Linked DNA regions of Mus musculus: region 2 is linked to region 1. The links are chromatin contacts, called in public promoter capture Hi-C maps. All regions are on one chromosome and are shown on one strand. The core of a region is the stretch at or near the end of the contact, and the rest is flanking DNA. Distances in the headings are between cores, read along the strand shown. Region 1 holds the start of Sgta (small glutamine-rich tetratricopeptide repeat (TPR)-containing, alpha). Region 2 holds the start of 4930404N11Rik (RIKEN cDNA 4930404N11 gene).

Region 1 (3,322 bases), core at 39-2,538:
CCATGCCCTCTTCTGATTTTTATAGGCACTGTATTCCCATGCAGACACCCACACATAGACATCCACATAATTCAAAAGTAAAGATAAGTTGGTTTTATTTATTTTTATTTATTAATTTTTTTTTTGGTTTTTCGAGACAGGGTTTCTCTGTATAGCCCTGGCTGTCCTGGAACTCACTTTGTAGAGCAGGCTGGCCTGGAACTCAGAAATCTGCCTGCCTCTGGCTCCCGAGTGCTGGGATTAAAGGCGTGCGCTACCACGCCCGACCTGTTTTTATTTTTATTTTTATTTTTTTATTTATTTTTGGTTTTTTGAGACAGGGTTTCTCTGTGTAGCCCTGGCTGTCCTGGAACTCGCTCTGTAGACCAGGCTGGCCTCGAACTCATCCCGAGTGCTGGGATTAAAGGCGTGGGCCACCACGCCCGGCTCCTGTTTTTATTTTTTGAGACAGGTTTTTCTGTGTAGCTTTGGCTATCCTTTGTAGACAAGGCTTGCCTCAAACTCACCGCGATTCCCCCGCCTCTCCAGTGCTGAGATTAAAGGCGAGCACCACCACTGTCTGGCTGCTAATCTTTGTTTTTCTTTTAGGCATCAGAAAGAAGTTGGGGTGTGCAAAAGATAAGTTTGTAAATAGGTTTTAAATATAAAAATAAGTGAAGTAGATTGTTTAGTGGTTAATCACACTTACTGCTTTCACAGAAAGTGGGATATGCCAGTTTCCAAGATGGGCGAAGTGGATGAAGAGTTCCGGGCCAGGCTGGGCTCGTAGTATTGTCATTTTAAAAAAAGGAAAAAGAAAAAAAAAATTACGAAAACAGGGGGCTGGTGAGATGGCTCAGCAGGTAAGAGCACTGACTGCTCTTCCAAAGGTCCTGAGTTCAAATCCCAGCAACCACATGGTGGCTCACAACCATCCACAATGAGATCCGATGCCCTCTTCTGGTGTGTCTGAAGACAGCTACAGTGTACCTACATATAAAAATAAATAAATCTTTAAAAAAAAAAATTACGAAAACAGAACCAAAAACTTCATAGCATCAGTTAGTGGCTTTGATTCAGATTTGTCTTGCTGAAAGCAGCTAGATCACGTGACAGACTCCATACCACGTGGTCTGCCTTGGTGCCTCAGGGGTCCGCCGCCGCCCCACCGTGCTTTAGGCCTGACCCGCTTGGTGACTGTCAGACTAACTTCCGGTTTTCCTGATGCCTCCAGAGGGCAGTTTCCATAACAACCAGCTTGTGACCCCCCTCTTCGCGTGACGTCACTTCTGTTTTAGAGCGAAGGGTGCACTTGAGCGCATGCGCAAAAGGAAACCTACACAGGAAATGGTTTTTTTCTGCGCAGGCGTCTTGGTCCTGAGGGCGGAGCTTGGCTGCGCCGCGGTGCGCAGGCGCAGCCGTCGGTGGGTCGGGTCTTCGGTCGACTGAGAGGTGAGGCTGGGGGCTCCGCCGTGCCCCGTATGGGCGTCGGGGGTCTGTGGGTTTAGCTTCGCTGTGCTCGGGAGCCCCTGGGACAAAGGTGGCTTGTGATCCGGACTTCTGCTCTCTTCGGGGTCACGTGAGCGGGCGGCGCAGAGAGGAAACTGAGGCAGACAGCGTCCCAACCCACCCCCACCCCTCGTCGCTTTTTCTCACGAAAAGGTCAGCGTTTAGGTGTGTGTGGGGCGGATCTCAGTTTTCTCGGGGCCCCTAAGGTCTAAGACCCTCTTACATTGCCATTCCTCACCCTGGTGACCTTGCTTAGCCTGTTGCCTGCCCACAGCCTCAGTTTTCCTCTTCTGTACAATGGACGTTGTCACCATTGTCTGAGCAGTTGTGGGTGCTCCTTCCCATTGGGAGGGTGTGTTTGATTTTGGTGCCAAAGGTAGGTAGTGTGTGGGTTTGAAGGGCAGAGGGCCAGCTGTGCATGCTAGGGCAAATAGCTTGACCTCTCTGAGGAGGAGTTTTCTTAAAACAATGGTAAGGCAGGTGTGCTGACACATGGGCAGAGGCAGGAGTATCGTGGGACTTCCATGCTAGCAAGGACTACATACTTTGTCTCAGAAAACGAAACAACCAAAAGCAAAGACTCGAGCAAATAGTCTAGAACTTTGGTCCACAACCTATAATCCAGTCTTTCAATTGAGAGGGGGAGACAGCTGGATCGCGGGGAGTGAGTTCAGGCCCAGCCTTGGATACCTAACACGGTGGAGGTAGCTGGACCACAACGTGAGACCCTGTCTGAAAATGAAATCGACATAATTAATAGTTTGTTTGTTTTGAGACAAAGTCTTTATCTGTCTCTGGCTGTCCTGGAACTCACTATGTGAGCCAGGCTGGCCTCAGCGCCACCTCTGCCAGGACTGTAGGTGCCACCACCTCATCTGGCATCATAATTAACGTAAAAAGGATGTCAGTCTGGGCCCGTTTAGTTGTAAGCTGGGCTTGCTGGCTGTCATCCCAGCTTGTAGGAGGCTGAATCGGGAGGATGGAAGTGAAGTTCAAGGCTATGTTGGGCTACATGGTGAAATCCTCTTGTCTCAAAAGCCAGGTTGTAGTGGTGTCCGACTTTGATCCCAGCACTCAGGAGGCAGAGGCAGGAGGAGCTCTCAGAGTTCGAGGCCAGCCTCTGGTCTACAGAATGAGTTCCAGGACAGCCAGGTTGCAGAGTGAGACCCTGTCCTGAAAAACCAAAACCAAAAATGAAATGTTAGCAACAACAAAAACAAAGAAAGTCAGTTGAAATTGTTATGTCTCTGTGTCTGTCACCTGGACATTAATTGTCCTAAGGTCCATTAGCAGAGGTCTGTTAGCCTCTGTGGTGGCTGGTGAAGGCACACGTTCCCCACCAGTTGATTGAGATGACTTTCCTGTTTTGTCCCTCTGTGGTCATTTATTTGATCAGTCTTTCCTTTTATTGGTCATTCTCATCCACAGGGACAGTGTATGGGGATGTTTGTGATCGGTGTGACTGAAGGGGCTTCTGATGTGACACTGACACTGGGTGGGGGTCAGGAACATTGCCCACAGAACAGTGCTTCTGTTGGGGAAACAACTCAGTGAGCAACATGCTTGGCATGAGGGTCTGAGTTCAATTCCCTGTGGATTCCCCATGGAAAAAGCTGGGTGAGAGTGCTGGGGGCACTTGTAATTTCAGTGTGTGTGTGGGGGAGCACAAGATAGGCAGATACCGGGCTCTCTGCATAGCCTGCCTAGTCCCAACATCAGCTCCGTGTCCCAGGGACAGACACTGCCTCTAAAACATGACATGCTGCCTGGAGGGAGTATACTCACTCTTGATCTACCTTTAGTTTCCACATGTGTATGGACACACACACACACA
Region 2 (3,347 bases), core at 825-3,324, 310 kb before region 1:
TTGGATATGACCTGCCAAGTGTGGGAACAGAGGGATCAGCCCAAGCACCGCAGGCCTTGTGCGCCCTAGCCCAGAATCCATGTCCCCTGGCTTTTGTCTGGGTCCCAGAAGCTACCTGTTGCAGCTGGGAAATAGCCAGGTCCTTCTGCCCCTTCTATAGGCCATGTCCCCTGATGGGGAGGCCATAGTCACCGGAGCTGGAGATGAGACCCTGAGGTTCTGGAATGTCTTCAGCAAAACACGCTCTACAAAGGTAACATGGCAGGGTGGTGGGCAAGCCTGCTGTTGTGTCCCTGGGCTCTCACAGCCCTGGCACACAGTCACCTGCATCCCCTGTTCCCAGGAATCTGTGTCTGTGCTCAACCTCTTCACCCGGATCCGATAGACCCCGCAGGCGGGATGTGAAGCCCACAGGCAGAGATGGAGCAGCCAGCATGCATAGGCCTTGCTGTGCCCGCCTTCCCCAGAAGCATCTGGCGGGCGGGAGCCGGAGACCCCAGAGTCTCATTAAATGCCTCATTGTGAGCTGTGGAGCCAGTGTCTGGGACGGGGACATGGGGACCCTCAGCCAGATGGACACTTGCCACCTGTTACCACTGCCCAAGCCATATTGGACACAGCTGAGCAGGAGGCTGAGATCCCATGAAATCCCCAAACCCAGTGTCACCTGGGGACCTGAGCCGTTGTGCCCCTCTCTGCTGCCACTCCAAACCAGAAGACCCTGGGAGGCACTGGCAGGGACCTGGGCCTCTCACCCTGTGACACTCTTAACTGCGTTGACTCTGATTGCATTGCCACCCTTTGTCTGTGTGTGCGCCTTCTGTAACCCCTCCCCGTGGGTGTCAGCTCACCCTGTCCCTAGCCAGCTGCCTTGTCTGCCTCTTCCTGGCTGCCTCTAAGCTTCCTGGGCCTCCCTGTCTTCATACCCCATCTCCACTGCCCCTTGCCTGGGGATTCCCAGTGTGGTGGCTGTGGCCTATGGTGTGTGCACGTGTGTATATATGTATTTGTGACACCTTGGGGTCGGTCTCCTGTGTTTTGTTGCCTTGCCCCAAAACTGCTGATGGCTGGAGAAGCCCCTGGGACACAGTCACTATGGGGTTGGCTGCCTGCAGGCCTGTGGGAGTCATAGCCTTGTGAGCTAAGTGGGTTCTGCACTTAACAGGAGTTTAAGGTTCAGGGCCACCTGCTGCTGTTGACATCTGTACCCAAAAGCAAAATGCCTTTAGATGTGCACTAGTGTCACAGGCCCTTGTGACCTCCTGTTGGTGGAAATCCTGCTGGGCGTGTTCCATATGCAGGGGTAGGTGCAGCCTGCCTTCTGATTCCTGGCTGACCTTCTTGGTGTGTGTGGTTCAGAAGGCACCTGCCCTGGACAGAGCAGCCAGCTGTGACTGTGAAGGCCATGAATGGGAAGGGCTGGTATACAGGTCAGGGTGCAGGTGAGTCAGAGAGTAAGGACCAAAGCCTACAGAGCCAGAACTGCAAGCAGGGAGGGCCTGTGGCTTGGGCTCCCACCCCACAGCAGTGTCCTGGGTAAGTTGGCCAGGACCCTGACTGGAGCAAGCTTAGCATGTTGGTGACCAGAGAGGGGGAGGTGATGTCTGGTGAGAAAACAGGAACCCAAGTGGAGCGCCGCCTATACAGACTGTAAAGGGTTGACTGAGCTATGAGATTGGTTGTTGCTGTTTATTGTCATGAGATACACAGGATGCACTAGCAGAATGAGCAGGCCCTGGGCTCTGCATGTTCAGCGATGCCACCAGTGATCCCAGAGCATTCTCCCCAACCCAAGACTTAGGTATCCACTTCCTTCTGTGGATCTCTAGATCATGGCCCATACTTTGTGGCCTTTGTCACTGTGCCCTTACTTGGATGTGTCTTGAGGACAGAGATGGGGTGGAGACCCACGCTCTAGAGGGCATGACCTCCCGCTGTGGGGCAGGGAGGGGGGAGGGAACACTTTGGGTCCCAGCCCCGCACCAGGAAGTAAGCTGAGGTCTTAGACTGTGGCTGCCCGCTTCCCTGTTGCTGGGATACCTTTGTCCCTGTCAACAATGGCCCCAGGGCCTTGGTGACTAGAGCCTCTGGGCAGGCAGGGCCAGACATGGAAAACGTGAGGCGGGAGGCTACTCGGCCCTCTGTTCCCTCAGGCACCCTTGAACTCTACTTCCCCGACCATCTCTACCGGTGGGTTCCTGCCCTTGGTCCCTTTCTTCACCCAGACCCCAGATCCCCTACCCCTACCAGCAGCTCAGGTGGCTGGGATGGAGGTATGCAAGGGTTGTAAGTTAGGCATTTGCACACACCCACTCCCAAGCAGACAGGTGCTGCCACTCATACTCCCAAGCAGAGGGGTCTATTGATTCTCCTGTCTACAGGTGCTGCAGTGGCAGCCATGTGCCTGAATGCCCTCCCTTTTTAGATTCTTGTGTGTATCCCGAGCTGTTCATAAGCCCACAGAGATCCTCCTGCCTTGGCACACTTAGTGTCGCCACCCACACCTAGCAGAAAAGTCCCATTTCATAGGTCTGCTCACACTTGGGCCTTCCATGGTGCTGATGACAGGCCACCTCACGTGGGTCCCTTGCAAGCCCCACTCCTGCAGCCTGCATGGCCTCCCATGCATGCACCATCTGTGGGGAGTTACAGGCTAGGCACACCCTTGGTCCCTCCTTCCCCCAACAGCCATAAGTGGCTCAAGGCTGAGGCAGGATTGCTGCCAGGTCAACACTGACAACTGCCTCAAACAGGGCCATTCTCGGCTACAAGATATAGACTGCAGGTGGGAAAGTGCACAGAGGAGATGGGTAGAAGGGGATGACTCTCACCCAGCACCTTGGCAAAGAGTTGGGACAGGAAAGCTGGCTGGGACCAGCAGGACGCCCTGGCTCAGTCCCCACCCTCCCTCAGCAATGACTACGTGTCCCTGGAGGGGCCCCGTTGGGCGCCGGCCATCAAACAAGCCGTGCGCTGGAAATTCACGCCCATGGGACGGGATGCGGCCGGCCAGGTGTGGTTCACCGGCCTGACCAACTCAGAACCTGGTGATGCCTGGTACAAGCTGCCCCGTGCTCTTGACACTCCGTACCGCGAGGCCCACACGCGTTGGCACGGCTGCTTTCAGAGTCGCCAGCGTGGCCTGCCGCCCGGTGAGTATCCCACCTCCGGTCGTGCACACCCGTGGGTCTCAAACTGACACCCTCCCTTCCGTGCCTCCCCGCAGCCTACACACAGCACTTGCGGGAGATGGCCTTCTGGGACCCCGCGATAACCGCGCAGTATCTCAACTCAGGCCCGCGCTGGGGGTGCATGCAGTGGAGGGACAGGCAAATCCGTGGCAAGGA

Evidence for each region. Promoter capture Hi-C pulls out the DNA fragments that hold promoters and counts their contacts.
Region 2: a contact with region 1 is called in a promoter capture Hi-C map of embryonic stem cells, with 2.2 times the contacts expected there. The contact joins the promoter of 4930404N11Rik here to the promoter of Sgta in region 1. A contact is called at or near these places in 8 of 39 promoter capture datasets (embryonic stem cells, fetal liver, hippocampal neurons and 4 more) and 3 of 9 other capture datasets (adipose tissue, embryonic stem cells and liver).

What each region holds. Positions count from the first base shown.
Region 1 is chr10:81,058,237-81,061,558 of GRCm38.p6, reverse strand. It overlaps Sgta (small glutamine-rich tetratricopeptide repeat (TPR)-containing, alpha), which reads left to right and starts at 1,288. Exons shown (of 12, transcript NM_001358550.1): 1 at 1,288-1,431.
Region 2 is chr10:81,364,547-81,367,893 of GRCm38.p6, reverse strand. 4930404N11Rik (RIKEN cDNA 4930404N11 gene) reads left to right here and starts at 2,074. Exons shown (of 4, transcript NM_001014836.3): 1 at 2,074-2,190; 2 at 2,914-3,152; 3 at 3,227-3,347. The coding sequence starts at 2,108. It overlaps Mfsd12 (major facilitator superfamily domain containing 12), which reads right to left. Exons shown (of 10, transcript NM_028657.4): 10 at 1,669-3,347. Fzr1 (fizzy and cell division cycle 20 related 1) reads left to right here. Exons shown (of 14, transcript NM_019757.1): 13 at 161-253; 14 at 344-1,015. The coding sequence ends at 385.